Regions from separate parts of the Zea mays genome. Here region 1 is linked to region 2. A link is a contact called in public Hi-C data. All regions are on one chromosome and are shown on one strand. Each heading gives the region's core, a stretch centred on a gene start, on an enhancer-like site or on the middle of the called end of the contact. The rest is flanking DNA. Distances are from core to core; before and after follow the strand shown.

Region 1 (5,276 bases), core at 707-3,206, 160 kb after region 2:
ATGGAGTAGTAGGTAATGTCTCAATATTCCTTTATACGTTTTTGCACATTCTTATGTTCTTTGGCTTATCAGTTACTCTGGTTCAGTTCCATGCAGATGTTCGCACTTGCCTATTTTCTAGTGCTTTAGGTGTGTTATAAATCGGTAACTTGGTTGATCATTTGAGAGTTGATAGTTGAGACCTTGTGGTCGCTAGTTGTCTCTAACAAGGCAAGTACACATAGGTCGTTACTTCAAACAAAACAGCTGCATGCATGGTAACTGTTAAATTAGCTACTTTTTGTGTTTTACTGTCATAAATATACTGTAATACACTTTGGCACGACATTCTTCTTTGTTTCTTGTTTCATTCTTATGTTGTTCATGTTTCTTTCTTCTTTTCCTATTAACAGGTCATTCCTTTTTTGTTGTCTTGTCACTGAACTACTGCATTACAACCTGAAATAATGTTGTTTTCGTCAATGAATGAAGTGAAAGGGACAAGCTTGTTATTTTGAGTCAACACGAATTAATGGGCACATACTATATAGGCACATGTTCTTTTGATCTTTCTCCTTTCGATGTGATTCAAATCCACTTGTAGTATCTGATACTGATGATCTGAACTTAACCTGAGGCGTCTTTATCAAGTGAACATAAATATATTGGCTTGATAAAGATGACCAAAGCAGCATTAAGGCTGTTGCGTAACAATGTTCATATTCAGATGGATGCACCATGGAAACAGAGTGACACATGCTGAAATTAATTAGTATTTATTGCATGGCGTCACACCAACTTTTTTTCAACCTTTTTTAAACATGTCTCTTTCCAATTGAAATTTCATCACCATTTCAATACTTGATGTCTTTATGGGTAGTTGTCATGAAGCACAGATCTTTTCGTTGCAACTATGGGCGCAGTAGTGCCAATAGATCAGTTCAGCTAACCTGTGATGCTAACATCCCATTTCTGGGGTAGATTGTCTTCCAATGTTATCCCCTTCTTCCAATGTTGAGATTGAATCCGAGACTTGGAAGCTTGGATTTGAAGCTCCTATGAATGATAGAATGAAGTTACGTCTCAATTTCACTCTATCAGGGTGAACTTTTCTTATCTTGAAACGAAAAGATAGGAAGTCTGGTCCTATGTCTAAACAAAACTATTACATTTAGAGACACAAAGGAAGGAAACAAGGATTAAAGATATCGCCCTCACTCAGTGTATCTGTGATATATCAAAATTGTGATACTAACGTATGGGTGCTAGCTTCGCAATTTTAGAATGGATATATCACAGTTACACTGAAGAAATGACTAGACAAATAGAACTACTGGACCTAGGACTTCATATAACTTTTTTTCTTGATGTCGTGCCGCCTATGGAACCATATTGCTCATCCCCTCCTGCTCCTCCTGCTGCTATTATTACTGTTGTTCTTACTGTTGTTGTTGTCCTGCAGAAAGTCAAGGAGAACAGGGCTCTTGCACTGGGGGCACCGAGGGTCATCTTGTGGGAGCATGACGTAGATGAAGCAGCGAGGACAGGCAGCAAGAACCATGGATGTGGCCTCAGGGCTGTTGGACCACTGCAGGCCATGCTCGTTCTCTGACGATAGGCAGGAGCTCGGGGATGACTCCTCATCAGCCATCGCCCTCCTGGAGGAGTCCCCTGTTGCAGGAAGTGAGAGGTTCAGTTTCAGGTCAAGGCCCCTAGAGCTCTTCCTGTTGCTGCGGCTCATCCTTTGGAGGTATGTGCTGTCTGCATCCATCAAACGTTGGATCAGCTGATTGAGATACACACTTCAGGATGGATGCTATACTGTCACGAGGATTAGATGCCTAGATACAGATAGTGAGGGGACTTACTGTTTTGCAGAGTGACGAGGCGCTGGATGCAAGCAGGTGGAGATGAGAGCGATGTGAAATGCTCTGGAAGGAGAGGGCTATGAGCTTTAGAATGCTCAGAGGTGTTTCTCTGGTGTTGCTGGAGAAGGGATAGATGGTATTTATAGGGGGTGAGGATGGGAGGTCAATTGGTTTTCTTTAATGTGACATAAGAGCTACGCTCCCATTTAATTATTACTCACTACTATCTCATAGTAGTAGCAATAGTACAATTGTACGCATTTTATTGCCTATCATATTCATGGTTGGGGAGTGGCGAAGGAATAGGATTGAATATGTGTTGGGTGGAAGAGAAGTGCTAGGTGAGAGGTTTTGTGGTGGCCTGTTGGGTCATATGCAAAAGATCAACAAATCTGAACGAGGAAAAACAGGACCTGGGACACATGCCTACAGTTGAGCATTTGCTTCTTCGCTCGTTGCTTTTTACACAACATTAACAGGTACTGGGAAACTTTTACCTGGTGCTTAACAAGTTAATTCGTATTTTTTTATTGTTAATCAGTATTTTTAGCCTGCTAGCAATGCAAAGTATTTGCTCCACAGCATTTTCTGGATTCAGGCTTCTTTCTTATTGCATTTGGGCGAGAGGTTAAACTTGCTATCTATATTTAAAAAATGTTCCAAATTTTTTAAAATGACTGACATCCCACAGATTTTAGGAACAATATCTTATGTGCCACAGGAAAGTTGGTTGGGCCAATTAGATAATTATGACAATGATTATTTGTTGTGTAGTTGAGTGTTGGAACCACTAATTTTGTTTGCTTTTGATTATTTGTAAAGCTTGTACAGTTGAAATTTGACTGGCTTCCAATTTATTTCACAACTTGATGTGGCCATGAATGGAATTTATTGGGCACAGTATTGCTGAAAGAGCACTAAATGGGCTTGAATGTTGAGCCAATTTTCTTGTTTATTTGAATAAATGAGGCTCTTCAATATGGATGGAGTATGCTGGGTAGCTTATGAAATTAGGTATTTAGGTCTTTGAATGGCGCAAGGCAAGGCCTGTGCACCCATGCATTGCCCGGTGCGCATCTTGATACAATGGCTAAGAGATAAGCAAACTCATTAATGTCGCTTTGTTTGATGCACATAGGAGCAGCCTCCTCTAATGCCATCTCCCACCCTATGAATTGCAGCTCTGGGATTTTGCTCGTTTCCAGCTTGCAGTGTTTAAATGCTGACAGCGTATGTATTAAATTCGATGGTTGACTTGTTAGTATTCTGGAGATATTGCATCCTGGGTTTGCGACTTAATCGCCTTTCGATTAAGAAAAGGGCGAAAATTTGTTCCTCAAGTCATAGTAGCAACCCACTAATGTAATCCCCCAAGATTGCTTCCATATCCCACCTTGGTTAATGATGATGACACACAACTCACTTAAAGTTGTTTTGGTTTGTGTGTTGCATTGGGTCTGGTCAATGGTACTGCCTGCTAATATCTACTACTACATGGTTAAGAGAGAGTCATCTGTGCATTTCTTTTTTCCTGTGGCTTTGCTGGAACTAATCCCAGCATTAATGCCACTTTTGGGGGCAAATAGAAGCAGTAATCAATGGTTTTGGGATCCAGAGCCAAATTGTATTCGCCTTGGGTTCAAAGATTAAAATTCGCTTTACCGGATCGCATATTATTTTGCCACCATTCACCATGATTCGATGCTGACGTGTTTAACATTGCACTTGAATGCAAGTTCTGCCCAACTACGGAGACATGAGGGGTTGACCTGAATCTGGGCTCAGGCTCATAACTGTGGCACTAGGTTTGTATTAGTACAGGATATGGTTTAAAAATGATTTTCATGGATTAGTTGTGATTAGTTTGTGTTTTGAGACCAATGTGCCCTTTGATTTCATGGAGCGGTCTAAGGTGTTAATTAAAGTTTTTTTTTGCTAGTTTGGAAACTTAAATCCATTTGAGATCCTCCTTATCATATCCCAGGGTAGCAACCTCGAAAAGTGTCATTTGAATAAGATATTTAATTATTTACTAGCTAGTTGTTTGTACATTGCTACGTTTTTTATATATCACGTAGGTATACCTTGTGTAAATGAGATATTTATTTGAAGACAATTATATTTTTTATTTCCAAATTATTAGTATATATATATACTTATAATATCACTCTTTTATATAACACCAACAAATATGCGGTGTAGTGGTAAAAGTTGAATAATCGCGCCTAGGCGGGTGGGGCTTGAATTCCCACCATGCCCGCTGTCGGCGTTTCGAGACGGGGGGTCTCTGGGCCGACGAGTGAAATGTCGCCGCGTGCCCCAGCCCAGATGGGTCGGCGTGAGACGGAGCGCGAAGGGGGAAAAAGGCAGCCGGAGCGAGAGAGAGGTGGAAATCCCGCGGTCTTCGTGTTTGTCCCGCGCCCAGGTCGGGTGCGCTTGCAGTAGGGGGTTACAAGCGTCCACGCTGGAGGGGAGCGAGCGGCCTCACGCGAGCGCCTGTCCCGTCCTCTTCCCTGCGCGGCCAACCCTCTCTAAGAGGGCCCTGGTCCTCCCTTTTATAGGCGCAAGGAAAGGATCCAGGTGTACAATGGGGGGGGTGTAGCAGAGTGCTAACGTGTCTAGCAGAGGAGAGCTAGCGCCCTTAGTACATGCCATCGTGGCAGCCGGAGAGGTTTTGGCATCCGGTTCGTGCGGTGTCGTGGCCGTCGGAGGAGCACTGGAGCCTGGCGGAAGGACAGCTGTCGGGGCTGTCGAGTCCTTGCTGACGTCCTCTTGCTTCCGTAAGGGGGCTGAGAGCCGCCGTCGTCGTAGAGCGTGCGGGGCGCCATCATTACTTGTCTGGCGGAGCGAGCCAGATGGGACGCCGGTCTTGTTCCCCGTAGCCTGAGTCAGCTTGGGGTAGGGTAATGATGGCGCCTCCTGTTGATGTGGTCGGTCCGTGCCCTAGGTTGGGCGATGTGGAGGCTCCTCCGAGGTCGAGGTCGAGTCTGTCTTCCGAGGCCGAGGTCGAGTCCGAGCCCCTGGGTCGGGCGAGGCGGAGACCGTCGGCGGAGGTCAGGGCTGAGTCCGAGCCCTGGGGTCGGGCGAAGTGGAGTTCGTCTTCAGGGGCTGAGCCCGAGTCCGAGCCCTGGGGTCGGGTGGAGCGGAGTTTGCCGTTAGGGCTGGACAAAATACTCGTGGCTCGATAACTCGCTCGACTCGGCTCGGTAGTGGCTCGACTCGGCTCGACTCGTTTTTATTTTGTAGCCAGCTGAGCCAGCATTGTAGCTCGGTGTTAAAACGAGCTAGCTCGAGCCAACTCGCGAGCTGGCTCGCGAGCCAAGCGAGCCAACCACAGAATGGGCCAGGCGCGACCGCGTGGGGCAAAGCAGCCCACTCAGCAACTCGCCAACTCCCGCAGCCCACTCGGCCTCTGCCACACGGCCCACA
Region 2 (5,480 bases), core at 2,535-5,034:
GACACGTATTTATGTGAATATATGATATTTTTCCAGCACTGTTGACAAAAAAGTTTATCAATCTGCTCAATGAGGCTCAAGATGGGATTTTAGATTTGAACAGCACAGCAGAGATGTTAGGTGTATGTAACTTTTCCTCATTTACTAAGCCGGCATTTCTCTTTGTTTCTCTTGAGTCTTGCTGCAAGCTTCAGCGTGACTATGAAAACTCAGGTTCGTAAGAGGCGTATGTATGACATTACAAATGTCCTTGAAGGGATTGGTTTGATAAAAAAGAAGTTGAAGAACAGAATATGTTGGAAGTGAGCATTGCCTTCTATACTTACAAAGTTATGTTTATATGGTGCGACATGCTAATCTTATGATTTTACAGGGGTTTGGGGGAATTGGGAACTAACTTGGATAATGATCTTTCAGTTCTGAAGGTACTTATTTCTGTATTTGCTCTTTCTGTTTCATTTAATCATGTCCATATTATCAAACACATTGTAAATGTCCCTGTACCTAGAAATGATACGCGCCCAAGTCTAAGCTTCACTTGGTGTAATCTCTTTGCAGATAGATTTTGAAAACCTTAATCTACAGGAGCAAGCATTAGACGAACATATAAGGTTGGTAATCACTGGAGGTTGCGAAACTATTGACTGCAGTTCTCAATGCTGCTATTTTTAATGAGAATGGTAATACGGTCTAAAGTATTTCTCCTTGCAGTAAAATACGGGAAAAGCTGAAGGACTTAACTGAAGATGAAGGCAACCAGAGGTAATCATATTAATTTGTGTCAAGATACTTGCATATTGCTGTCACTGTTTCACTTTTTAATCATGTCTAATTGTCTATTATTCATGTTTAGGTGGCTATTCCTTACTGAAGATGACATCAAGGGGTTGCCCTGCTTTCAGGTTTGCTTACATGTTAAAGAAATCCCAAATTATGGCCTTTTCCAGATTTCATATTATTTCTGACTATTCAGAGTAAATTTCATCCTATGTTTGACTATTCAGGCTGTCTTTAATACCAAAAATAACTAAGGATAGTTGATTCTGGTGTGAACTCATTACCTTTTTTCAATCTGCACTTCTGCAGAACAAAACATTAATTGCAATAAAAGCACCTCATGGGTCTTCTTTGGAAGTGCCCAATCCTGATGTGGTAAGTAGCCAGGAAAACAATGACCAGTCGATATCTCAATATGCGATGCATTGCATGTTTAGTCATCATTAACTATTTCATAACTTTAGCTCATTTATTTTATAAGATGACTGGGGATAGCCTTCAAAGGAGATATAGAATAGTAGTACGGAGTACAATGGGTCCAATTGATCTTTACTTAGTTAGGTAATGTTTGAATCTTCTCTTGAAGCTGGTTGCTGGAAAAAGTAAGTTATCTGACATACATCCTTACTATATTGTTAGTAAAACTGAAGAAGAAATGGAGGGAAAGCTGGATGATGCTGCAGCACCCGCAGGGCACACAAATGTGGCAAAGCATGGCTCCATAAAATGCCCCAGAACAAAAAGAGCTTGGCAAAGGAGTAGAAAAGAGGAGGTGGTGCCTAAGGCTCAGAAGATCCAGAAAACTCCAGATCTAAATGCCCCATGTCATTCTGAAGGAGTGTTGAGGAAGATTAATCCTTCAGATGTTGAGGTAAGTTAGATTTGATCTTATGAAGCTTAACTTTTTATATTATATATATAGTATCTATACAAGGTGAAGCTGAGGCATTCCATAATCATCACTCATCAGTTAACTGAGAACATCAAGCCTTAATATTTCGTAGAAGAATCACACAATTCAGAAATCAGAACTCCAGTTCTACATTAGTACATTACATACACGCTCTTAAATTGCATCTTGATTTCTTTCTATCCCTTTAATTGCACCATTTTTATTGTGAAGAGCATTGGGTTTGCACATTGCTGTATCTTTTCCGCCTGACAAGATCAAAGCAAATAGTAGACTTAGCTATTCATGGTCCTACTGCACTTCCTCAGAGTGGAGCGGACTACTGGCTGCTCACAGACTGTGATGTTTAGCATCACTGATATGTGGAGAACACAGCGTATCCTTTTCTCCAGAACTAGTATTCATGACGTCTTGTTTAAATGTCATCTACAATAATTTTCATAGGTACTTGCAATTTCTGAAGTGAAGTATTACTTGACATGGTAAATAGCAGAAATGCAGTTGGATCAGATAGACCCCAACGATTTCCTAGCTGAAGAGGTGAGCTCACCAGGGACATTCAACCAGCAGCCACCTGAAGGCTACGGCTGTGGGCTCTAACCATGGGCAAGAAAGAAGATGATACAGTGCTGGATGTTTTGGGACGAACTGAGCTCATTACAATTCACGCGTCATTTCTGTGTGGAAGCCAGGATTGCAGTGGGCAAGATGTGCCTGGTGAGATAGGCCTTTTGTTGTGGACTGTTGCTGTGACACGTTTGGTGGCTTGTACAGCGTATCTATGGCTTGGAAGCAGAACAATGCTTCAATCAGACACATAAACTAAACCGCTGGTTACAGAGGTGCACTCCTCCAGCTTTTAAAGGGTCAGGTTTTATGTCCATTTGATTCTGCCTTTGGAATTTGGATGGTGCCACAGTTTCTGTGTACATATTGTGTCTAGGCTGGCTAGATGTGTAGAAAGTAATGTCAAGCATCATCAGCAAAATCCATTATGAAAAGTGCAAACATCATTGCTAAACTCTGAAGCAACCGCACTGCATTGTCAGCTTCTAGTTCAAAAACTCTCTCCACTCGTCATTCATTACTGGTTGTTCAAAATCGTCATCGAACAGCTTTTACAAAAGCAGCACCAGATAGATTCGCTGGCACCGGCTAGTAGAACACCTATATAAGCTTATGTATAGCTATTTGCATAGACTACATGATTCAGTGAGAAGTGTACTTGAGTGGCGGCGCATCAGTCGCCGCCCTTCCTGATCTTGCCAATCCAGCTGGCCACCACCGGCGTCAGTGCCACCGTCGGCGGGAACCTGATCGGCGACGCGGCCTTGTGCGCGGCGTAGGCCAACGCGAAGGTCCCGACCTTCCCTCCGGTTTCCCCTGTCACGATCCCGACCTGCAACGCGCAAAGGAACATTCCATACGTGGCCTGAATTGTGAGCCGAGGGCACAGCTGGCGAGGCGATTGCACAGCACAGCTGGCTTGAGGGGGGAGGCAGCAGCTCACCTTCGCGAGCAGGTCCTGCACGTCGACGCCGGCGCTGACGAGGAGGTAGCATAGAGTGAAGGAGACGATGGAGAGCGAGATGGAGGTGGCCAGGTACGCGCCGCCGTACTTGGCCAGGAGTTCCTTGGCCTGGTCCGTCCGCGACTTCTTCCCCTCGCCTCCCTCTTCCTCCTTGGAGCTGAACACCTGCAGCCACGCAGAGCGCAATACAAATTCGTTCAGCTCACACATCACATGTGCTTCGGAGGCTGCCTGGATGTGTCCCCCGCTTACCTTCCAGAGGCCGAACTCGAGCCCGTACTTCTCGGTTATCTCGTCGGCCGTCTTGGCCTCCCCCTCCTTCGTCTCTTGCACGGCCGAGACCGCGAGCCGCCGACGCCGCGGAGGCCGGAGGGACCGAGAGACAAGGGAGCCGCGCTGGAGCTGGAGCTGCGGCTGCAGCAACCTGTGGGCGCGGCGCGGCGTGTCCGTGAGCGCCGCGAGGCTGGGGAGTAGCAGAGCCGTTGCCGCCATAGTTGGGCGGGCGGATGGCTGGGACTGGAATTGGTAGGAGCAGAACGAAGACGAGGTGGGGACACGACACGACCCAACCGCGGGGCGGCGGGGGCAGCGGACAAGATAGGATTTGCTGATTTAGGAAGGAGCACAGCAGGACAGACAGAACCCGCGGACTTTTGTTGTCGAGTTGCGTTTGCTTACGATTCTGATGGACGGCCGAAATGCATCTGGGCCTCCGCGTTTCTGGACCTCGAGACTTGTTTTGTGAGAAGCCCAGGAGTGGCAACGTGAGGTGGAGGATGGGGACAAGTTGCCTGCTGCTGTACCATGGAGTACGGAGGACCAGCGTAAACGGGGCCTTTTCCACTTGCACCACAACCCGCACGAAAATACAAGGTTGAACTCCTTTGTCCTTAAAAAGTTGGAAACTTCCGCTCTTGATCGTGAGAGTGTCCACTGCAGAGTTTGCACATCTTTACCTATAAGACATGTTTCCAGTTTAGCTAGGGTTTGCAAGACCCTTAAGACACTCTCAAGGTAAATGGCTAGAGATCCACCGCGAGACCTTTCTAAAGTTCCATTAGATGAGAGAACCCACTGCGGTTTCCGGGCCAAAGGCGTTATAGGAATCCCTTGTCCAAAAAGCTATACAGATTGTCTGACCCGATGACCTCCCTATACCTGCACTCCACCCGCTTGCCCTTTCAAGAAAGGGTTAACTCACACTAGCTTTCCTAATTAATTAGCCAAGGACGTCCTATTCCATCCTTGTGGTAGCACTGTATTTTCAGTTGGTCGATACATGTTCCAATTAACACAATAATCTTATAATAAATAATAATTAAACCTAGGGTGACACCGGTCTAGAGGATTGCGACCCTACCAGACGGGCGTTGGGGCAGATTACTTCATCAAATGGAGAAAACTTTTTTAAGGAAGAAAATCTTTTTGAGAGGCGCAAAATGCTTTATTGCTTCCTATATGCTTTATCATGTCTTCCTTTTCGGTGTTTGATTCCTGAAAGGGAAATATGGTCAAACCTTTTCCTAAATGATTTTGGTGGTTGAATTGCCCAACACAAATGATTGGACTAACTAGTTTGCTCTAGATTATAAGTTCTACAGGTGTCAAAGGTTCAAACACAAACCAATAAAAAGTCCAAGAAAGGGTTCAAATAGAAAGGAGCAAAACCCACCGAAGACTGTCGTGGTTTGGCGCACCGGACTGTCCGGTGTGCCAAGCGGAGCAACGGTCGCCAGTGCAATGCTCGAGTTCAACGGTCGGTTAACACAGCTACAGTGCGCGGACAGTTCGCGCAGAGTCAGAGCAGGCGCCAGAAGGCGCACCGGACAGTGAACAGTACCTGTCCGGTGCACCACCGGACTGTCCGATGACCCCACCTGTCAGAGCTCCAACGATCGAATCCTGACGGTTGGGTGACGTGGCTGGCACACCGGACAGTGTCCGGTGGCGCATCGGACTGTCCGGTGCGCCCATCAACAGACAGCCTCCCCAACGGCCATTTTGGTGGGTGGGGCTATAAATACCCCCTAATCACCACACTTCAAGGCATCCAAGTTTTCAACCATTGCATTCAATACAAGAGCTCTAGACTTCACTCCAAGACACAAACAAGAGATCAAATCCTCTCCCAAGTCCGGAATCGCTCCAAACAAATAGTGACTAGTGAGAGAGATATTTATGTTCATTTGAGTTCTTGTCGCTTGGATCACTTTTTTTCTTCCTCCATTCTTGTTCTCAAGCAACTTGTAATCAAGCAAGAGA

The links. Hi-C and Micro-C count contacts between places; a contact is called where the count stands out from the background.
Region 1: a contact with region 2 is called in a Hi-C map of leaf, with 5 times the contacts expected there. The contact joins the promoter of LOC103646490 here to the promoter of LOC100276592 in region 2. A contact is called at or near these places in 3 of 25 Hi-C or Micro-C datasets (ear, leaf and tassel).

The regions. Positions count from the first base shown.
Region 1 is chr2:57,776,887-57,782,162 of Zm-B73-REFERENCE-NAM-5.0, forward strand. LOC103646490 reads right to left here and starts at 1,957. Exons shown (of 2, transcript NM_001327930.1): 1 at 1,848-1,957; 2 at 1,199-1,740. The coding sequence starts at 1,720. The coding sequence ends at 1,376. It overlaps LOC109943996 (a long non-coding RNA gene), which reads left to right. Exons shown (of 3, transcript XR_004856212.1): 3 at 1,442-2,122.
Region 2 is chr2:57,618,612-57,624,091 of Zm-B73-REFERENCE-NAM-5.0, forward strand. LOC100276592 reads right to left here and starts at 3,785. Exons shown (of 3, transcript NM_001150344.2): 1 at 3,471-3,785; 2 at 3,198-3,383; 3 at 2,741-3,086. The coding sequence starts at 3,710. The coding sequence ends at 2,928. LOC103648671 (transcription factor E2FA) reads left to right here. Exons shown (of 12, transcript NM_001402557.1): 4 at 37-122; 5 at 214-302; 6 at 374-425; 7 at 559-611; 8 at 712-762; 9 at 854-902; 10 at 1,087-1,152; 11 at 1,259-1,338; 12 at 1,417-1,850. The coding sequence ends at 1,657.